2 separate regions of the Sus scrofa genome follow, and region 2 is linked to region 1. The links are chromatin contacts, called in public Hi-C maps. All regions are on one chromosome and are shown on one strand. The core of a region is the stretch at or near the end of the contact, and the rest is flanking DNA. Distances in the headings are between cores, read along the strand shown.

Region 1 (4,345 bases), core at 1,756-4,255:
GCTTATTACCACGCACCTTTGCTGTGTTATCTCTTCCGGAACAGTGGGGGGCTGGGGGGGCAGTTATCCTGTTAATGACAAAGTCAGGCTTCCCTTGCGTCCTGAAGAGCCCCTCCCACCACACAGGTGGATTCGCCAGCCCTGGGATGCTAGATGGCTTTGAAATCTCCGAGAGGAAGGCGCAGCTCTTTGTCACCATAAACCGCTCACTTTTCCAAACAACCCATCGCCAAAGCCTGTGTGTTGGAGGGTGGGCTGGACTCTAACCCCTCTGCCTTCCTCTGTGCCCCCGAGGAAAAGCTGGGAGAGCAAAAGGGAGCGAGGAAGGGGAGGGAGAATGGAGCCGAGGTGCTCAGAACCCCAGGCTCCCACAGGCAGGCTGACAGACTGGCCCAGGCGTCGTGACCTGTCCCTGAAGACGAGTGGCCTTGGTGGAGGTGACCCCAGAAGAGCCTGGGGCAGGACCACCGGCCTCTGGCTGTGGCGTTCCTCTCACATACTGTCAGTTGCAAATTGAAAATTCCCCGTGGCTCCTGAAGCCGGTCACGGGTGCGGGGGTGGGGAGGGGGTGATCCATGGGCGGCAGGGACGCAGTGTGAACAGCCAGCCCTGGCCTATTTCCGTCCAGATCGGAAAAATCAATGATTGATCAGCCTTGTTCAGATGGTGGCGAAACCCCGTGCTCTGTTCCCTGCAACACCGGCCCCGGGGGCCCCTTTACCACCCCGTCCCCCAGGAGGGAGCCGCGGTGCTGGACTTTGGATAAACCCGTCTCTGTAACTCGTCCTGCTCCCTTCCTGCCCACGCAGCGCGCCGCGGATCAGCGTGACCCCATCTGCGGCGCGGGCGTCCTCGAGCTTCTTCGGCTCAGTTTTAGGATCCTGAGCTTTGCCACTCTGCTGCTGGTGGATGTGACTGGCTCCTGTTTGTTGGCAGACACACATACGGGTTTTTCCCACTGAGTGTGTGTCCTTTGGTGTTTTCCTGGGTAGACGTCAGATCCCCTTGTTTTCAGCCCCATGGCAATAAGTGATACTGGGTTTAGGGGGTCGCATGAACCTGCGCACTTTGGAACCAACCGAGGACGTGTGAGTGGAAGGAGAAAAAAAATTGGCGGACAGTTCTACAGTTTGAACAAATTGTGAATGAAATAATATGCAATGTGACACTTCAAAGCAGATGGAAAAATTAAAAACAATAAGCTCTCACATTTGAGTAAAGCAAACGGAAACACAGAAAAACTGGGCTGGATGGAGTCACGGCAGACCCACTCACAGGCGGCCCCGTGATTCAGTACCTGAGTCTGATGGAGACAGAGACGCGTTAGAGCAGCGGTGGTCTGTGGGCACTGCGAGGCGCTGGCGCCACTCTGCCCACTGGCAACCCCCACCCCAGCCCCCGCCCCCACCCCCCACCCTATCTCCATCCCCCACCCTATGCCCCCCCACCCCCCGTCTCCACCCCATCCCCCACCTTCCACTGCCATCCCCCATGCTACCCCCTTCCCCCCGGCTCGTCCCCATCCCCTCCCCCCATCCCCGTCCCACCAGCACAAAGGCAGCTCCTCCTCCTTGGAAATGCGTGCGTGTGTAATTACAGATGCCAAGTGTCCCTTGAAAGATGCCTAAGAAGCTGGTTCCACTAGTGCCTCGAGAGATGGGAATCCGGTGCCTGGGGTTGGGGTGGGTGAGACTCTGTGCTGTGACCTCTGACAGGTCTCGAGGTTGACCCCTGTGCAAACGCTACTGAAAAACGCAGGTGAAAAATCGTCAGCCCAGGAAGAAAATTCCATTTCAGCCACTGACGGTGTGGGGGCTTTACAGGCAGAAAAACAGTCCCACCGTGGGCCTGGCCAAGGAGAGAATTTGCTAGAAATGAAAGGACTGCTAGAGTAATTTGGACTTTGTAACATGATGGTTTATTTGTTCGGGGTCCAGTGAGGCTCCCTTGGCAGAGGGCTCCTGAGCGTGAGCAGGCGCCCTGGGGACAGCACTGGGAGTGGGCTGCTGGCCACTTGGAGAGAGCAGAGAAGATTCAGACAGCAGCCCCCCCTCTCCCACCCAGAGCCACACACACAGGACACTGGCCTTGAAGGGTCCGCAGACAGAGCAGCAAATCAGAAAAGGCTGAGAGAACATTTTGGTGACTTCAGATAACTGTGACGTGCGATGCTTTTCCTCTGTTGTTTGAGGCTGTGATTGAAACCTATAAATAACTGGAAGTGTGAACTTGAAACAGATCCGCCTCCGCGGCCACTCACAACCTGCCTCGAGGCTAGAGACACATCTCTGGGTAACTGAGCAGCAGCGGAAACGGCGGGCGAGGGCCCAAGCTGCCCACTGGTCTCCTCTGGGCGGTGGGCAGGCCCTGGGGGCTTGACACTGCTCAGGACTCAGGTGAACCATGTGCTGTCCTGGGTCTCGGCCTGGGTCCTGGCTGAGAGCAGAGCCCCCTGGAGATAAGGTTTCTGTTCTGGGGCAGACAGCTCTCCCCCCGCCCCGGACCCGCGGCCTGCCCTGTCTTCCAGAGACAAAGTCAGAGCAGTCCTGAGATTCTCCCAAAGGGACACATCAGCCAGGCCCAGAGTGTCCAGAAGCGAGGTCCCCCGCCCTCACGGGCACAGCGAGTAGCTCCAGGGCCAGATGTGTCTACTGTGTACCTATGATACGAATGTGCGTGTATATGGCATTGATGATACAGCTATTATGTATTTTAAAACACGTGCAAATGATATCTCAAGGTCAACGCATGCAGTGACTCTTGAACAAGATGGGTTTGCACAGCAAGTCCGCTCCTGCGCAGATGTTTCCAGAAAAGCACCGCTGGACCGAGCCTTAGCTGTGAGGGACCGACGGCAAATGCACATCCCAATCTTCACAGCAGCCGGGGGCTGGCACCCGAACCCAGTTGTTCCAGGGTCCGCCTGCTGTGCATTCAATACATGGATAAGATAAACCCACAGCCTGAGGCTGGCCCTAGAGGGGACTGGCCACTCGCTGAGGTCTGCCTCTTATTTTCTGGGGCTGGAGTTACAGCCTTATCAGAGTTGCTGTCACAGGCTTATCAAAGCAGGTTAAAGTTTAAAAGGTATCATTTTCCTGATTCGTAATAAGAACCTTGCACTGGGAGGTCTTTTTTTTTTTGTTTGTTTTGTTTTGTTTTGTTTTGTTTTTTTAGGGCCATACCCATGGCTCGTGGAGGTTCCTAGGCTAGGAGCTGTAGCCGCCAGCCGCCCCACTGCCGCAGCCGCAGGGATCTGGGCTGCATCTGCAACCTACACCACAGCTCACTGGATCTTTAACCCACTGAGCAAGGCCAGGGATTGAACCTGCGTCCTCATGGGTGCTAGCCAGATGTATTTCCACTGAGCCACTACGGGAACTCCTGGGAGCTCATTTTTAAATGCAATGTTTTTGGCCATGCCCGCAGCATGTGGAAGTTCCTGGGCGAGGGATTGAACCCAAGCCACAGCAGTGACAACGCCAGATCCTTAGCCACCAGGGAACTCCTTAAACACAGTTTTTAATATGAGGAAGTGAATCCGGTCCACACTCTCTGGGTCTCCTAAGAGAGGCATCACAGCGGCAGTGCCCTGGCAAAGACCAGGCTGGCTCAGGGCTCTGGCGTCTGGGCCATGGTGCAGACACGCCATGACTTGATTTCAGGCAGAACCTCACATCAGCGCAGAGATTTTCAACATTTATTGTAAACGTGTGAGCAGAAATGAAAGACTGGCTTCATGACTAGGGACAGCTCTGTGAAACGCCCCTGGGAGGTTCGAGATGGGCTGTGTTCATTTTGATGCCTCTGCTCCTCCACTAGGAGACGTGGAAGTTTTGGGAGGAGGGCAAAGCCTCCCCCTGTGGAGAACCGACACAGGCGTGCCTCAGGCGGGGCCGTGGGACAGTGACAAACCCTCGTCACCAGACATCACAAACCAGCCACCATTCCGCATCCCAGTTTCATTCCTTCCAGTGCAATCCACGCACGGTTTCAGCCCCATCGTCCTTGTTAAGTGAATTTAACAAGGCGCTCTCTGCCGAGGCTGGGCCGGTCACCAGATGTCCACTGCCCCCCTGGCTATTCCAGCCTGGAGGCTCGAGCAGCGTCACGCCGGAGACTGAAGGTGGAAGAGAGCAGGCGGGAATCCCAGGTGCGGGAAAGGATGCCTCTGCATCTTTCATCCTGGGCCGAGGTCACCAGGAAAAGCTGCGCGGTGGCAGAGGGAGACGCTGAGAGCAAGCTCGACACGGCGTTGAAGGGAGCAGTTTTGGCAGCTGGGGTGGAGTCTGGGGAGGGAGGATTTGCTCCATGGTCATCAGGGGGGTAGGATTTGGGGTCCCAA
Region 2 (4,082 bases), core at 1,307-3,806, 150 kb after region 1:
CTTCCCTGGGCCAGCTTGGGGTTTCCTCCCCCCGGGAGAGACCCAGCGTGCCAGGTCTACGTTTCGCTTCCCAGGTACACGCTCGTGCCCACCTCCATCCTGCTGGGCCTGGGAGCAGCCCCGCTGTGGTCCGCGCAGGGCACGTACCTCACCGTCACGGGAAACAGGCACGCAGAGGGCACAGGGCAGGCGGGCAAGGACGTGGTGAACCAGTACTTCGGCATCTTCTTCCTCATATTCCAGTCGTCCGGGGTGTGGGGCAACCTCATCTCGTCACTGGTGTTCGGCCAGAAGCCCACTCAAGGTAACAGGAAGTGGGGGGGGTGACCACTCAGGCCCCCGGTTCCCCTACAGACCTCACTCCGGGGCTGGAGCAGGGGTCACACGACGCCCCAAGGCCTGGTTTTCAGCCTCCTGAGTGGCGTCCCCGGGCTCCCAGTGGGCTCCCAGCTCTTCCCCCGACCTCTGGGTGGGTCTGAGGGTCCATGTGGTCCTTAGGGGCCCCAGCAACTCTGAGCCTGGCCTCCTGGCCCCCAAGGGACCTGGGGGGCCCTGGGGCCACCGCCTGTGGAACCCGAGTCCATGGCATATGCTTACCGCCCTTCCAGACTAAGAACGGGCTCCATGGACTTATCTGCCCACTGAGCGGATCCACCCAGCAGCGTTTCAGTGTTACACAAAGGACCACGTATCCCTTAACTGACCTCCCTGAGACGTCTGGGGGTTGACACGAGGGCGGAGGAAAGCCGCATCTCGGTTCTCACAGGGACTTTACGAATGGGGAGACCTTCTGACTCTGCTGACCACCGCCAGGATTCTCGCCCTCTGGGTCCCGCCTCCATCCTGCTGACCCATAGAAAACCTCACCTTCAGGAACCCGTGATAATAGTCTCTCTGCCCTTTTCTCACGTGACGTCACCACTAGCCAAGTGCACCCACAGAAGGGAAACAAGGGGGCTGAGAGATGCCCATCGCGACTCGCTACTGCCCTTAGCGCCTGCCGTCAGCCAGCAGGAGCCGGATGAAATTCAGTCCCTCTGACAGGACTGGCCTGACGTGGAGCGAATGGCTTTGCTTTTAAAGACATCCGGGCAAGCTGGTCCCAGGACACAGAGTGTGAGCGAGGAAGGCGTTTTGAGAGCCCTGCCGGGTTCCTCAGCCTTTCTGTGCCTCTGGGCTCCAGGCTGCCTTCTTGTCCAGCGTGCCGCCTACCTCACCAGCCGGGGGACCCTGGGGCATTTTAAGTGATGAAATCCATGTTCTGGAAACAAGGAAACACAGTATTTCTTCCACGACTTCTGTCCCATCTCTTCAGAGATTCTGACGTGGGTCTGACCAAGAGTCACTGAGTGTTCCAATTTCATTCTTTTTTTTTTTTTTTTTTTTTGTCTTTTTAGGGCCGCACCCGTGGCACATGGAGGTTCCCAGGCTAGGGGTCCAATTGGAGCTACAGCTTCCAGCCTACACCACAGCCACAGCCACGCCAGATCTGAGCCACATCTGCAAACTACACCTCAGCCCACGGCAACGCTGGATCTTAACCCACCGAGTGAGGCCAGGGATCGAACCCACATCCACATGGTTCCCAGTCAGACTGTTTCCACTGTGCCACGATGGGAACTCCCAGTTTCATTCTTTGAACGGCAAAGAGAGCTGATATTCAGAGAAGATATGAAATAAGCTGCCCAGGGTCACAGAACTGGGTACAGATGAATCTGAGAAAGAACCTAGTGGGCCTACACCCGGTCAAATGCGCTCTATTTCTTAATTAATCCTGAAAAGTGGGAAACTTTCAACAACATCAGGAACACAATATAACAAGGAAGCAACATTTATTGCACATTGGTCCAGAGTGGCTTAAAACCAAGTATATAGGAGTTCCCCAGGGGCTCAGTGGGTTAAGGGTCCAACATTGTCACTGCTGTGGCTTGTATTCCATCCCTGGCCTGGGGGCTTCTGCACACGGAGGGCATGGCCAAAAAAAAAGAAAAAAAAAAGGCAAGTATACAGACAGGTGCCCAAAAGGGGAAATGCATTTAGAAGCACTTGGTCTGCAGAGCCCACGTCTGTGACACTGACCTGAGGGGAAGCCTTGCCTTCTGCCTGGCCTCTCTCCTTCTCACTGGCACGTCCTTCCTTTGGTCCCACCTGCCATCAAGTCACCCGTGTTCTCAAGCCCCCTTTGCTTCTGACGTCACAGGGACCATCCCGGAGCAGCAGCTCCTGTCCTGCGGGGCCAGGGACTGCCTGATGGCCACGGCTCCCGCCAACAGCACGAACCGCCCCTCGCAGGAGCTAATCTACACCTTGCTGGGCATCTACACGGGTAAGCGCCACGTGGGGAGCCCAGGGAGCGCCAGCTGGACCCCGTCCTGGGTGGGAAAGACCGTCTCCCAGGTCAACACATCCGTGATGCTGAAGCCCTGCCCGGGGCGCCTGGCTCGGCTCAGGCCTCTTCCCCCGAAACCGAGCATGGCCGCCTCTGCTGTCCCCTGTCCCCTGCGAGCATGGGAGCCTCTCACATCGGCGCCAGTAGCCGTGTGCTTAGTTAAATTTTAACTAACTAAATTGAAACCACTGTTCCTAAGGCCAAGCAGATACATTCCAAGTGCCCAGGGACCAAGGGTGGTGGACATGGCAGACCACGGCATTGGGCTGGCTACATGTGTTCCAGCTGTGTCCAGAGGGCCCGAGGACAAGGGTCTGGAGGGGACAGGGGGCCAACTGGGGTGAGCAACTATGGCCCATCACAACGGGCCTGGAGTCTGGGCGGTTGCATACCTGCCTCCTGGATTCCAGTGTGAACATAACTGGGAAGGGTGGAGGCAGAGGGCCGAGAAGCCCGTGAGGGGCCAGCGGACTGACCCAGGGAAAGATGGACCAGGGGCACGGTGTGCAGAGCAGCGGGGGGTCGGGAGGGTGAGGTCAAGAGAGTCAGAGCAACAGCCAGCAGGACGTACCCGCACTGGATGCGGGTCGGCACTTGGGGGGCAGGGCAAAGCAACCGGTTTGGAAACGTTTGGCCTGAGATGAGCGCAGACCCAGCGTCCCTGGGCCCCTGGGAACCTCATCCGTGTTCCTGGTCCTCGGAAAATCCGCTGGCGGGAGGGAGAGGAGATCCAAGCAGGCCTGTAAAGCTGGGATCACGGGGGGCGGGGGGGACTGCCTCGCGGGGCCTCGCAGCCTCCCTCCTTCAAGCAAGGCTGTTGCCACAAAGACAAGAGAAAATTATACAGTAAAAATGAAACAGGAAAGGAGGAAAACTGACCAAAGCGAAGAGAACGCCTTTCCCTAGAGTACTTTCCAGGGTCCCTGAGCCCTGCCCCCGCCATGCAGTTACGAGCCCTGTGCCCAGTCCACACCCTGCGGAAGGTTCTGGACCACAGGACACTCTGGACGCACCCCTGTGTCCTGGTGGACATGCGGCTTCTGGACCCAAGCCCCACCTCCCATGGGCTGCATCTGGGCCTCTGTCCACGGGGGGCTGGTCCTGGGCCTGCTGTGAGCCGAGGCTGGAGAAGGGAGCTGTCCAGGTGGGGTGTCTACACAGACTGTCCAGGTGGTGGATCCACACACAGAGCATCCAGTTAAGGACTCTGAGGACACCTGGGGTCTCCCTGCCGACCCCCATGTCTGTTTCCTGTCACCTGCTGTGGCAGGTTTCATGAGAAAGCCTGACTATCACAGGTTAGTCAGGGAACCAACACGCAGGCTGGAGGTACCGAGTGTGACCTCCAAGCCCACGGTGGAGGGCGGGGCTTTGGTCAGGCTCCGCCCACCTGGCACCGCCTTACACCTGGATTTGAAACCACCCTGCACCTGGAGAGGAGGAGGTGCGTCTATGCAGGGGTGTGGCGCTCCGGTCCTGTCCCAGCAGCCCGTCCCCTTGCTGTCCTTCCAGGGAGCGGCGTCCTGGCAGTCCTGCTGACAGCTGTGTTTCTCGAACCTGTAAAAGATGCTCAGCAGAAAAGTGAGGGAGAGAAGAAAGCACCACCATTTTGGTCCACTTTGCTGTCGACGTTCAAGCTTTTTAGGGACAAGCGTCTGCGCCTCCTGGTCCTGCTGCCTCTGTACTCCGGGTT

Evidence for each region. A called contact is a pair of places that touch in the nucleus more often than the background predicts.
Region 2: a contact with region 1 is called in a Hi-C map of liver, with 2.3 times the contacts expected there. The contact joins two enhancer-like sites. A contact is called at or near these places in 1 of 5 promoter capture datasets (liver) and 2 of 47 Hi-C or Micro-C datasets (both in liver).

Annotation. Positions count from the first base shown.
Region 1 is chr1:1,793,021-1,797,365 of Sscrofa11.1, forward strand. No RefSeq gene overlaps it. Among named protein-coding and RNA genes, the nearest start is that of AFDN, 97 kb to the left of the region's middle. Within about 2 kb of position 3,006, at least 8 of the 83 cell types and tissues checked have an H3K27ac peak or open chromatin away from gene starts, as enhancers often do. A contact at or near this core is called in liver, where this site is marked.
Region 2 is chr1:1,946,190-1,950,271 of Sscrofa11.1, forward strand. It overlaps UNC93A (protein unc-93 homolog A), which reads left to right. Exons shown (of 9, transcript XM_021085952.1): 4 at 75-304; 5 at 2,201-2,326; 6 at 3,902-4,082. Among named protein-coding and RNA genes, the nearest start is that of TTLL2, 26 kb to the right of the region's middle. Within about 2 kb of position 2,557, at least 9 of the 83 cell types and tissues checked have an H3K27ac peak or open chromatin away from gene starts, as enhancers often do. A contact at or near this core is called in liver, where this site is marked.